2 separate regions of the Oryctolagus cuniculus genome follow, and region 1 is linked to region 2. Evidence: chromatin contacts called from public Micro-C data. All regions are on one chromosome and are shown on one strand. The core of a region is the stretch at or near the end of the contact, and the rest is flanking DNA. Distances in the headings are between cores, read along the strand shown. Region 1 overlaps ANTXR1 (ANTXR cell adhesion molecule 1). Region 2 has its middle 85 kb from the start of GFPT1.

Region 1 (6,506 bases), core at 2,651-5,150, 290 kb after region 2:
TCATTATTTCCAGTAAACTTGAATATGTGAAAATACTGTAAATGTCCCCCCAGAAGCTTCTTATTTTTAGCTCATTCCTTTCTCGTGACAGACTGTTGTTTGTTGATACAAAATTTGTTGAAAATACTCCTGAGACATATTTTTGCTTAAATGGCTTTAATGGTCATTACTACTTCTTTTATGTAATAACTACATAATTAAAAAAAAATTTTAAAAACCTTGATCTATTTGAAAATACTCTTTCTTCATATATATATATAATAGATAATTTGGTCAGATATTTTGGTCAGACCTTTTAGGCCACATAGCCATCAAAATAATTGTATCCATCATAAAGATGATTTCTTTACCATGTTGCAGAGAGAACCTTTGTAAGCGATGGTTTTTCCCCACTTATAAAATTATTTTGTCTTTGAAATTAAAATTGATCACCAAGAAAGTTCGAGTATTAGTCATTTTTTAATGCTCAACTAATTTTGGTTGTTATTTGATGAGTCACTTGCACTTCCAGGGTTCTCTTAGATCAGAAAAGTTCTCTTCAAGTGAATCTGTGAGTTTTTTTAACCACACTGTAGCAATGCAAACTCATCTAGCATTTTTGGCATCTATTTTGGTTGCTCATTATTTACCACTCACTCTTCACTTTCCCCTAACTGCATTTTTACCTTCAACTTATGGGAATTTCTCAAACATGCCCTCATCATTTATGTCATTTTCCACCTTGTCAGTTCTGCTCTTTACTGCTTCTTGGTGACTTTAAAATTTCCTGTATTATTTTATACTTCCCTAACTGTTCTAGGCCCTTTGTCTTCTCATTTCAGATTTACCTCCTGTTTCACAAATGTGTATTTTTTTTAACTTCAGTGAAGCCATATGGTGCTACAGTTTATCTTTTTTTTTTTTTTTTCTGTTGAAAATGCTTTCCATTAATACCTTCTTCTACTTCAGGAGGTTTTGTTGTTGTTGTTGTTACTGGTTTAAAGGTACTAAAATGCTGAAGGCTCTATTTTTATCTTCAGATGTGGGAAGGTATAACTGGTCTGATATTTGCTTACAAAATAGCGTGTGTGTACATACATATGTCATACATACATACATACATATATATGTATATATGGATATCCCTATATAGGGGCATTAACCCACACTTGCAACCTTCTCTAAGGACTAATTTGGGGGAAGAGAGTTGGTCTTGATGACTAAGGTAAGCTTATGGAGTTCCACCAGGCAGGGAAGAGAAGGGATAGTGGGGAACAGAGTGATCCTGGTCATTTCCATGAAGAAACTTCATCCTTGCAAGGTTTGCTTGCTTTGGACGCGGTTACTTCATTCCGCATTGCCATATGCAGGGTTTCTTTTCTGGTGCAGCCTCAAGCCCTGGCTCACTCTGTGCTGTACCTGGCCTCACTCCTGATGCCTGCTGCATCCACATAATCAAAGACAGAACACTGTCATTCCCCCGGAGCCCCAGGACCTGGGGGAAGGACTTAGCAGGGTGGATGGAGTCGCTGTCCCAGATGCCTGGCTTTCTCAGGCTATCTCTTTTACAGCTTAATTTCCTCTTTGACTGCCGGATGCAGCTGCCTCGGCAGGACGGTGGTGCAGGACGGGGACAGGTCTCCGAGGGGGCGGCTCTCGGCCCTCCCCTGTCCCACCCTTGACCTCAGACTCACTTCCAGATCTGGGAATGTTCTTGGAGCTCCTCAAAGCTTTTCTCCAGACGTTTGTGCAACTTGGCAACAGGGTTGAAGGTAGACTGGCTGGTCTCCTTCAAACTCAAGCACATCTGCTTTGTTTCTCCTCTCATTTCTTGCAGTGTGCTGCACGTCAGTGTCATTGACCTGATGCAGGCTTTTCCTGGCCACCTCTTCAAGATCTCTTCTTTTGGGAGATGGCACAGTTTTAGGTGATAGTAGGGGAGGGAGTGAGGGAGAATCCATCTATGCTTAACTTCTTTTTCTAAAGTCACAAACTTTTCTTTCTCATCTCTGATCTGGCAACGTGAGTTTTTAATGCCTGGTGGGGTTTTGGAATCTATAAAGATGAACAATGGCAACATTCGGCATGTACTGAATACTCACTGAGCAGCCGGCAATGTGCTGAGCACTTAATACTCACTGCCATTTAATAGTAACACTTAGTATTTCCAGTGTGTTTTTGAGCACAATGATCCTAAGTGATATATATGCTACTGAGTTAACGGGGAGGTTAAGAAACACACAGCTAGAAAGTGGTAGGATTGGGATTTGAACCCGGTTAGTCTAGCCTTGCCGTCCACGTTCTTTCTCCAAATACTAATTAATTCTTTCTGCCCTTTAACCCTGGCTTCTTAACCACAATGTAATACTGCCTCCCCGTGGAGGGGTGGGGAAACATTCAGTCACAATTCACAGTGTTAGGTGTTAAGATAGTGAGATGTGTTAAAAATTCTCCAAAAAATGGGAATCCGAGAGTGGGGATACCCAGAAAGGCTTAAATAGGGGCTCTAAAATGGAGTCAGAAATGCTAAATCCATTTCCCATTGTAATGGAAGAAAACAGACAAGAGGCTTCATCTGTTTGGTCTTCAACCGTCACCCCTTGTGTTCCTCTGACATCATCTTTTATGACAATTAATCATCAGGATGACCATATAATTTAAAGACTAAACAGAAGATTGTGAGTACAGAAGAAGAAGCTATTAATAATTATACTAAGACACAAATATAGGCCAGGCTTGTCCTGGGAAAATCAGGATGTTTGGTTACTCTATTAACAGTGATCTTTAACATCCTATATTTATTTATGCTTACTGTTGTCTAATGATATCTTGTATTTCCTTTTACCTTGTACTGTTTATTATTATGATTCATGTATAGCGGTCGATAGGATTCTTTATTTTTCTCTTAGATGCTAGGTAATTTCTGTAAATCTGGCATTTATATTTTTAAAAGATTTTATTTATTTATTTATTTGAGAGGCAGAGTTATAGACAGAGAGGAGACAGAAAGGTCTTCCATCTGCTGGTTCACACCCTAAATGGCTACAACGACCAAGGGTGTGCCAGTCTGAAGCCATGAGCCAGGAGCTTCCTCTGGGTCACCCACATGGGTGCAGGAACCCAAGCACTTTGGCCATCTGCTGCTGCTTTCCCAGGCACATTACCAGGGTGTTAGATCAGAAATAGAGCAGCCAGCATATAAACCAGTGCCTATAGGGGATGCTGGTGCTGCAGGTAGAGGTTTAGCTAACTACACCTCAGTGCTGGCCCCTACTTTTTTTTTTTTTTTAAATATAAGGAGTGATGGCAAGATGACTATAATTCTGATCATAATCCTTTTGCCATCAAAATGTTGGGAAAGCTCTGTTCCAACAGGTTCCCATGAGTGTTTACCACTGAGCCTTAGAGGATGAGGGGAAGAAGAAAAGGTCACTGGATGTGACTCTCGAGGGCAAACACCAAGGGTCATTCCCCTCGTCTCTTGATAATGGACCGCTCCAGTGCTTACCATGGACTGGGGAGATTCGGAACAAGGAACTGCCAGAAATCGCAAGGGTTTGGGACGTGATCAGAGATGAAGCTTGGGAAATACATAATGCCTGAGCAATGAGGGCCTTAAATACCTGCTAAGTCATTTACACTTTACCTTTACTTTTTTTTTTTTAATGTATTGAAATTGACACATCATTCTGAGAGCTTTGAAAGTGTTTAAAGCCTAAGGGGCAGGGATTAGGAAAGAGGGTGTCAAGATTAGATCATGTTCTACAATCAATTTGGTCCAAGAATACAAGGCAGGGAGAGAGTAAAGAAAGGCGGCAAAGAGCCAAGTTAGAGAATGTTTCCGTGAACTGGGATAAAGCGGTGAAGGCCTGAGCTAGGACAAAGTAGAGAGCAGAGCAGGGTGGATTCAGGAGCTGTGAGTAGCAGATGCCCTCAGGGCTTGCATGGGAGATGGAGGACTGCGCCCGCCCCTATCCTTGGCATTGGGGGCAGGGTTTACTGCATGATTGCTCACCAAGACTGGAAATGGAGGAGGGGCGAGTTCGGGGGAAACATGGATGGTCACCCCTCTGCTGCTGCTCTGTCCCTCCCTGCCTCAGCCCTGCTGGGTCTGCCCTGCCTGCTGCTTCTCAGCTCTGTTCAGTGGAGTGTCTGTTTTTGCTCAGACGATCCCCACTGGCAGTTCCTCTGGCTTGGATCCTGGCCACCTTTCTCCTCAAACTCCACCTCTTCTTGACATTTTAAAAATCTGGAGAGGATCTTGATATTATCTCAATATTATTTACTATCCATACCCACATTTTCAATGACTTCCCTCAGGCTAATGGCACTCTGATCTTTTTTCAGTGCCAAGGAATCAATCCTCTCGCCCATTCACCATCTCCACCCAAATGTCCCACATTTTCAGACTCAACACGTCCACACCAAACTCCTCTTCCCTACTGAAACCCACGTCTCCCTGTGGTAACTCTTCTCTCTCCCACTTGCTCACAGCCAAATGCTCATCAAGTCCTGGTTGCTTCTCGATGCAAAAGAGCTCCCGATTTTTTACTCTTTTTTACCTCCTTTGTACTGTAAGAACAGGTGATATATACGGGTCCTTCAAAGAGTTCATGAAAAATGGAATTAAAGGATACATTTATTTTGGTGCAAAAGTTTTGAAATCCATGAAGGGTCTTCAAAAAATTCATAAAAATATGTATTATGAAATAACTGTGTGTGGATCTCAGCATTTCTTGCACCAAAATAAACTTACTTTTGGTTCTATTTTCCCATACACTTTTTGAAGCACTCTCATATCTGCATTTCTATAACATACATAAATTTGCCACTTTTGTCTTTAGAAACCTTCAATCCAATAACTATTGCTGATGGGACAAAATCCATTCTCTTTCCTTGTCACCCCCACACTGCAATGTCACTTTGCTTTCTGTGTGGTGCTTCTGTCTACTTTACCACTTGGCAAAATCCTCTTCAACTTTCAAGTTCAAGACCCAAAGTCACTAGCTCTCCGAGGCTTCCTAAAGCTCTCTCTTCTAGACCAAGGTTAATTACAGCATCAGCTCTTTCTCTTCTAATAAACTCCGGGAAGCAGGACCTGTCTTTGGCATTTCGTAATTCCAGAAATCTAGCATGCTGTGCTAAATATCTAACTAAACAAATTGCTTACCCTGGCCTGGTAGTCCTGCTCGGAATCTATGGAGGTGCCTTGGGTTAGAGGACCCTATCCTCTTCTTTGGGGAGCAATTTCCACTACCCTCATGATCACCTATCCACTATCACCATCTACCACCTGGCATCCATGTACAGGATGCCTTGTTAAAGGCTTCATCTTATTGCACCTTCACAACCCTTCTGTGAGGCAGAGACTTTCAAGGTTATTAATGAGAAGACCGAGGTTCTGAGGGGCTAAGTCATTTGTCTGAGGTTATCATGCTTGTTGAATATGCACACGGTCCCAGCTGCCAAACTCTGCACACACAGCAGGACTTGGTGATCCTGACCCGCAGAGCTTGGCCTATCTGTGATCCTCCATGCCATACTGGGCTTATCCAACACCATCTACAATAAAGCTCTGCTTGGCGTCCCGCGGGGAGGTGTGTGCTGTCTCACCCACAGCCTCACCAGAGAGGAGAAAGGCCATCATTGCGGGGCAACTTTTCTTGTCTTCCTGTTCAGGCTCATGATGTATTGCGGGGAGGGACGCACATCAAAACCACCTGGGAAGCTTTTATACACATGCCCATGGCTGAGAACCACCGGCCTAGCGCTTTCATCTCCAGTGTTTACGATTGGCACCCGTCCTCTGGTCACCTCTTCCCCAAGAAAAGGCTCCTCCTGCTCACTCCCAGTCCTTGGTGCTAAGAATCCGTGTCCTTGGCTTGCTCTGCTCTGCGGGGTTCTCCACCCGTGCCATCACCCCTGGAGGGAGGCATTCAGGAGTACATACAGAGGCCTTTATATATTGGTTACAATGCCCAGGAAGGTTAAATACCTTTAGAAAGCAAAGGTCACAAAACTACACATTCTCAACATGAAAATCTGTCCCAGTGAAAATGTTAACAACATCCCCACCGAGGAACACCCGTAGGCGCCCAGACACTCTTGATTCTGACTCTGAATCAGCCGCTGCAGTAGATGGCTCAGCTGCTGCAGGCTTCCAGGGCCTGCTCCATCTCCCCAGCCTGGTCACGTTCCCGCATACTCCACAGGCTATGGAAAAAATGATTCTTTGTTCAGATACATTGATGTAACCCTTAGGGGCCAAGGAAACCTACCTAACCTCCGTTTCACCTTTGCACTGAATCTAACGTAATCCTCCGTTCACCACAGCACATGTTTCATCTAAAGCATAGGGAGTGCGGAAGGGCCTAGAAGAGCAGGAGTCATCATCGCCGCATGGGCAGATGCCAATGGCGTGTTTGTCATAACGCCAGGCTGATGAATAAATCCAAAGCAGAGCTCAAAAGCGACGTTTTCCTGAAGTCCTACCTCTTCACCCTATCTCAATGACTGCTACTTTCTAG
Region 2 (6,224 bases), core at 1,621-4,120:
CTCTACCTCTCTCTGTCTATAACTCTCTCTCTCAAGCAAATACATGAAGTCTTAAAAAATTGTAATGTACCCAAGGAGACAGTTACAAAGTGAAGGTCCTTTGGACGGCAAAGGAGATTATGATTCTTCGGGTGGGATTGTGGTCCTTGAATTGCCTTTTTGATAATGATTAAAAATAATCTGGATAAAGGTGGCGGAAATACTCCTTGAGAAGCACTTTCTTTAGGTCTCAGTGCTTTTTTGGGGGGGTTCTGCTGTGCAATCTTTTTATTTATTTATTTGAGAGGCAGAGTTATAGACAAGGAGAGATACAGAGAGAGGTTCACTCCCCAAATGGCTGCAACGGCTAGAGGTGGGCTCATCTGAAACTAGGAGCCAGGAGCTTCTTCCTGGTCTCCCACGTGAGTACAGGGGCCCAAGGACTTGGGCCATCTTCACTGCTTTCCCAGGCCATAAGCAGGGAGCTGGAATGGAAGTGGAGCAGCCGGGGTCTCTAACTGGCACACACATGGGTTGCCGTTGCTGCAGGCAGAGGCTTAGCCTACTAGGCCACAGGGCCGGCCCCCAGCTGTGCAGTCTTGAGCAAGAGTGTGCAAGAGCCATGATTTTGTCTTCCTGGAGGGGAAAATGTTGAAATGGTCTGGAGCCATCTATCTGGTACATGGATCAGTGAAGTTAAGTCTGCTTGAACCGTGGCATGGGAGGGAGCACCTTATGCCCCTGCAAATGTGGATGCCAGTGAAATAATACGAGTGAAAGCACCTGGCCTGTAATTGCTGTACAACCCTCTGCAGAACGCAAGGATGGCAGAGTCTGCCTTAGGCTATGGCTGCCCCCAATTGGTGCAGAGGGCTCCCTGCAGTGTCAGGATCGAACACACACACACACACACACACACACCCCAATCAGCCAGTTTGCCCTTTTCTATAAGTTGTTTCTGGTTTCTGCGGGCCCTGGGTTGAGTTGGGAATGTGTGTATTGAAGCCTCACCTCCCAGGGCCTGACTAGCAGGCAGCTGGAATCAGGAGCTGGAGGTGGGGCTGGAATCCAGGTACTGCCGTGTGGGGTGTGGGCGTCGTCACCACTACCCGACCCCTGCCTTTCAGCTCTCTGATGTATGTTACATGCCGAGGGTATAGCTCATCAGAAATGTGGGTGAGCGGTCTAAAGCAGGCATTACTTACTGTCTTCTAAATTAGAAACTTGAAAACGTACACGAAACTCTAGCTAGGCAATTAGGAAACACACAGAAAGCCGAAATGGGAATCAGCTTCATAAACAAGGTTCCTTGTGCCGTTGCGCCATCGCTGCGTCTGTGGGGTCTGGCTCTGCTGTTCACGCGGGTCTCCGGGAGCGCTTCAGGTCAACGCCAGACTTGACGCTCAGCCACATGAAAGAAAGTTCGCCATCCCAGTCCTTTTCGCTTTTTTTTCTTTCTGTTATTAATGCGCCTGTCCTTTTGAAAACCGGAATGCGAATGCGATGCGGCAAATACGAAGAAGGGGGAGAAGCTGTCGGAAAATCATCTGATGGCAATTGACTTTTCCCTTGGAGTGCAGCGGTCCCATCCCTAGCGCGTGCCTCCTGGGCTGCCTCAGGCTGTCGCTGCTGCACTCCTGGTGGTCTCTCTCTCGGACGCACCGGGGATCCCGCTTGGGGCTGAGTGGGGACAGATGGGCGCCGCAGGACACTCCCTAGGCACACAGGATGAGCGGTTCCTTAGCTGCAGGGGGCGCGCAGTCCTGAGAAGAGGCACGTGGCCCCACTTGGATCCCTGGACCCCCGGCTGGGCTCTTTGGCAGGCAGGGGCATGTGAATACATTCTAAAATTCTGAAAATGCTGTTGCCCGGTTTGGGACAAGTCCCGCGGGGCTACACAAAAGGAAGTGAGGGTTTCTCCTGGGCTGCCTCACCCACCACCAAGTGCCGGTGCCAGGGACAGCACAGAGGTGACCCCGGGCGGCTGGCGGTCACCGCCGCGGGAGGCAGGGGGATTGTGCCGGGAGCACCCGCGGGAGGCCAGGCGCCTGGGCGAGCTGCGCTGGGGGTGGGGGTAGGGGTGGGGACCCGGAGCGAACCGGCAGGGGTTACTCTCGGTCGTGGGTGACGTCATCTCATCGGTCCCCTGGGCTTGCAAGGCCCAAGGAAACTGAGGTCACACAAAGAAGGAAGAGTGTAGTCTGGCAAACAAAACGAGAGAGAGAGAGAGAGAAGAGAAAGAGAAGAGAAGAGGAGAGAGAAGAGAAGAGAAGAGAAGAGAAGAGAAGAGAAGAGAAGAGAAGAGAAGAGAAGAGAAGAGAGAAAAGAGAAGAGAGAGAAGAGAAGAGAGAGAAGAGAAGAGAAGAGAAGAGAAGAGAAGAGAAGAGAAGAGAAGAGAAGAGAAGAGAAGAGAAGAGAAGAGAAGAGAAGAGAAGAGAAGAGAAGAGAAGAGAAGAGAAAAGTTTCATTTAGAAGCTTGGGCAGGGGTTTCAGCTGGTTCCCCAGTTATTTTAAACTGATTTTCTGAGCCTAAAAACCAAGCAGGCAGATCATGGAATTTTGGCCGGAGATTTTTTTTTTTTTTTTTAAGAAAAAAATGTGGGCAGGCAGTGAAAAAGGAGGTGGGAATTTGGCTGCGAGGCTTCTGCGGGCCGCGGAGCAAACCGAGGCGCGTTCCCATGGAGGCGCGTCGGCTGTTGATGTCAACAAAGGGTTTTTCCTGACAAACACACTTCACATTTAATAACCCTGGGCAGCCGGGCCCGCCCCGCGCGCTCGTGCCCTGTGCGCGCGGGTGGAGGGCGCCCGTTACCCGGCACGGCGAGCAGGGAGCGCGCCAGGTGTGCAAAGAGCCACGGCCTTTTCTCGCTCCCGAGGGTCCCCGCATGGCCCACAGCCAGCACCGCCTAGCGCCTACAGGCCCTCGAGCTCAGCTCTTACGGGAACCCACACGCCGCCTGCCCTGCCCGTGTCCCCTCGCGGGACTGCCTGGCTGCAGCCGTGGGCCTCCCGTTAGCCCACGGCTGCTTGTTTGCAAGGTCTTCACGGGCTCCCGCCGGGCAGAAGAACCCGTTTCGGGGGGAGGAACAAAAGCCCGCTCCTTGGACCCGAAGTGCAGAAGGGCACGGACTGTTGGATCCCGGTGCTTCAAAGGCTTCAGGAAGCGCTGGGTCCAGCTTCCGTCCTCGCATCTGCAGCCATCTGCAGAGGATCCCGCACTACGCACGGCCAGTCTCCAGGGACACAGCCCTTTGAGGGGGGTTGGGAATTTAGGGTGTGAGGTAGGAACTCAGGCGTTTGTCCACAGTGTGACCAGAACCCGCAGCAAACCCGCCCGAGGCTGTTGGCGCTTCTCTCCTAGCTGAACGCCCTGCGCCTGCCTCCTTAGACCCCCACTCCCAGCTCTGAGCAGCCCAGCGGGGGTCATCACTGCCCTGGGAGGGGGTGGGGGGCTCCAGTCCGCAGGAAAACACGAGGGCCAACCCCCAACCACAAGCACTCCCAGTGCTCACTTCCCGCGGTCCGGCAGGCACCATGCGCGCTCCAAGGCATCAGGGCAGGTCCACTGCTGTCCCCAGGAGCAGCCACGCTGTCCGCGGCCCCTCTCTGCCAGCACCCCGGCTGCCGCAGGCGTGTCAGGAAGTGCCCCGGAGTTCGGGGAGAAGCCTGGCCTGGGAGGGAGTCTCCACTCCTGTCATGCGGTCTCCTCGGGCACCAAGAGCTGAAGACCCCGTGGTGCCCCCTAGCTCGGGCCCGGGGACTCGCCCAGGCGCACGCCCCCACGTCCGCTCTCGGCCCTGGGCTTCTCCAGGGGCACCCGCGCCGCCAACACTCCAAATTCCCCCAACCCCGCCACTGGGATTTTAACAGGCGACCAAGGAAGGCACAGAGAGGCCCCAGGGTGACAGGCTGGGGCCCAGGTGACCTCAGCCGCTGCCATTTCCTCTTCTAACCTATTCAATGAGACTGCAAGAGAGGATGGTTGGGGCTTAAAGGGGACACCTGCAGAGGGCCCCAAACTGACCCACGCCAGTCACTCCGGGCAAGGGGCAAAGGCACGGAACTGAGGGCGCCGCGAGGGGCAGAGAAAGGCTTACTTCAGCTCCCCTGCAAGAGAAAATGGGTCACAAGGCGGTCCAGACCCCTTCCATTTCTTTGAACGAATAGGTTTTGGAATTGTTGGGGTTCACGGTGGTGCAGACGGGGCTGAACCAGAAAGAAAGCCGTCTTGTGGTGGTGTTGTGACCCCCCTCGTGCCCTCCACCACGTCGGGGTGGTAGGGCGGGGACGGGGGCAGGTGGTCGCTCTAATGCCCCGAGCGGGAAGGCGATCCAGGCTCCAGCAGTTGCGGTGACAGGCAGCGGCCACCAGGGGGCAGTGCCTCCCTAGCCTCTCTGTACGCCCCGGACATGCAGGCCCGCGGGAGCAGGGGGCAGAGGACGTGAGATGTAGCCACACCGCCGGCCCTCTGCCCTTCTTTATTTTCTTTCTCTGCGGGGCGCACCGTGGCTGCAAGAATGGGGCCGTGAATGGCCCCGGGAGGCTGGGGCTGTGGTGTGTCCAGAATGCGCCTGGCGCCGTCCAGGGCAGGACACGACGGACTCCCGGGAGCATCGCGGCTGCTTCCTGCCCTCCCCTCGTCCGACCTCCCTTCCTTGGGATAGCCGTTTCGGGCACTTCTCTGGACCCTGGGGACGCAACCGCCCCGGGGCGTCCCCTCTGGAGGGCAGGGGCAGTGGTGTCTTTGCAGCTCCTCCTGCCCGCCGGGCCATCACCTCTGCCAGCCAAGCCCAGCGCGAAGTTGCTGTGGCCACCCCCGCCTTGCCGTTAGAAAGAGGGGTCCTGGGGTGGGGGTGGGGGACTTTGGCCTCTGCCGCAGCTTTTGTCGCCGCACCCTCGGGGTGTGGCAGGGATAACCGCGAACCGGAGTGGCGAGGCTGCAGGGAAGCGCGGCGACCACAAGGGGGCGCTCGGAGCCGCGCTCCAGGCGGCCGAGTTCTCCCGGCCAGCCGCAGGGCGGGCGCAGGGGCAGGACACCAGCCGCCTGCCCGCAAGGACTCCGAGCATTCCCAGGAGTGCTGTGCACATAGAGATAAAGGGTTACCTGCAAGGTTCGGTCACCCTGCTTCCCAGCCGGGGTGGGGTGGGGGAGTCGGCGCGTAGAGCGCACCTGTACCTGGGCTGCAGGCTCCCTGTCCTTTCCCGTTCCTTGGGGGGAGGTCCTGTGGTCCCCATTTCTGCCTCCTTAACCGGAACCGGAAAGTGGCTTCCGTTCGGAAAATCTGGGCCCAGTGCAGAGGAGCCCCCGGGGAGCGGGTTCCCGGGGTGCTGGATTCACACCCACGAAATCCCCAAAGCCATGCCTGGCTCCCGCTCACCCTTTCTGATCTACACGGAGCAGAGCTGCAGACGGTTCAGAACTCGGGGAACTGGGCTCCAGGTCGCCGCTCCCGGGAGACAAGCCAGCGAGCCTCTCTGTAGCATCCTCCCTCTAAACCGTGTCCCCCCTCACCTCCTTTCTCTCTGGCTCCCCCTCCTTTCTGGCACAAGGAAGATGGCTGAGGCCAGCACGGCTGGAGCGGTTCCCAGTCCACAGCACATCGCGGGCCCGGGAGAGTCGGGGTGTCTCGCAGGGAAGCGCCGTCCGCCCCGCGGCCCAGGCTGGGGGCGAGTGGGATCCTGCCTTGGTCTGGATGTCCTCCCCGGGGACTCAGAGTGAGGCCGAGCGCTTGGTGCCGAGGTGGTTTGGGAGCCCTGGGCCCACTGCTTCCTGCCCCTTGAGCGGGGGTCCTGGTGCAGAGGGGAGCCAGGCTGATGGCGCTGTGGCCTTGGAGGTGCGGCCTGTTTGCGGTCTGGTCCCAGAGCTGTGCGGATCCGAGATGCTGGCACAGATGGGCTGATGAGGTGTTGGCCTTGGACCCCCCCCACACACACCCCAGCCTGAGGGGCACAGTCCTGGGACAGGATGCGTGGCTGGCGGGAGTCGCCCGCGAGCATAAGCCCATCCCAGCGGCCCAGTGCCCTCGCCTTGGCGCCCCACCCCAGCGCCCTGCCTTAGACAGGGCGTGGAGCGTGGCCCCGGGGATAAGGGACACAGTTCTTTCTGCTGGGTCAATGTTGATCTGAAGGCCCAAGTCGCAGCTGGACTTTCCAGTGGGACTGTCCCGAAGCCTGGCCGAGTGGAGGGTGGTGACGTGCACGGTGTCCCTGGTAGCCACCTCCCAGGTGTGATGGCTCTTAGGGCC

The links. A called contact is a pair of places that touch in the nucleus more often than the background predicts.
Region 1: a Micro-C map of ear pinna shows a contact between it and region 2, with 6 times the contacts expected there. The contact joins two enhancer-like sites. A contact is called at or near these places in 3 of 6 Hi-C or Micro-C datasets (ear pinna, psoas muscle and an unstated tissue).

Annotation. Positions count from the first base shown.
Region 1 is chr2:133,642,436-133,648,941 of mOryCun1.1, forward strand. All of the region lies in intron 1 of ANTXR1 (ANTXR cell adhesion molecule 1), which reads right to left. Among named protein-coding and RNA genes, the nearest start is that of ANTXR1, 11 kb to the right of the region's middle. Within about 2 kb of position 3,901, at least 1 of the 8 cell types and tissues checked has an H3K27ac peak or open chromatin away from gene starts, as enhancers often do. A contact at or near this core is called in ear pinna, where this site is marked.
Region 2 is chr2:133,358,216-133,364,439 of mOryCun1.1, forward strand. No RefSeq gene overlaps it. Among named protein-coding and RNA genes, the nearest start is that of GFPT1, 85 kb to the left of the region's middle. Within about 2 kb of position 2,871, at least 5 of the 8 cell types and tissues checked have an H3K27ac peak or open chromatin away from gene starts, as enhancers often do. A contact at or near this core is called in ear pinna, where this site is marked.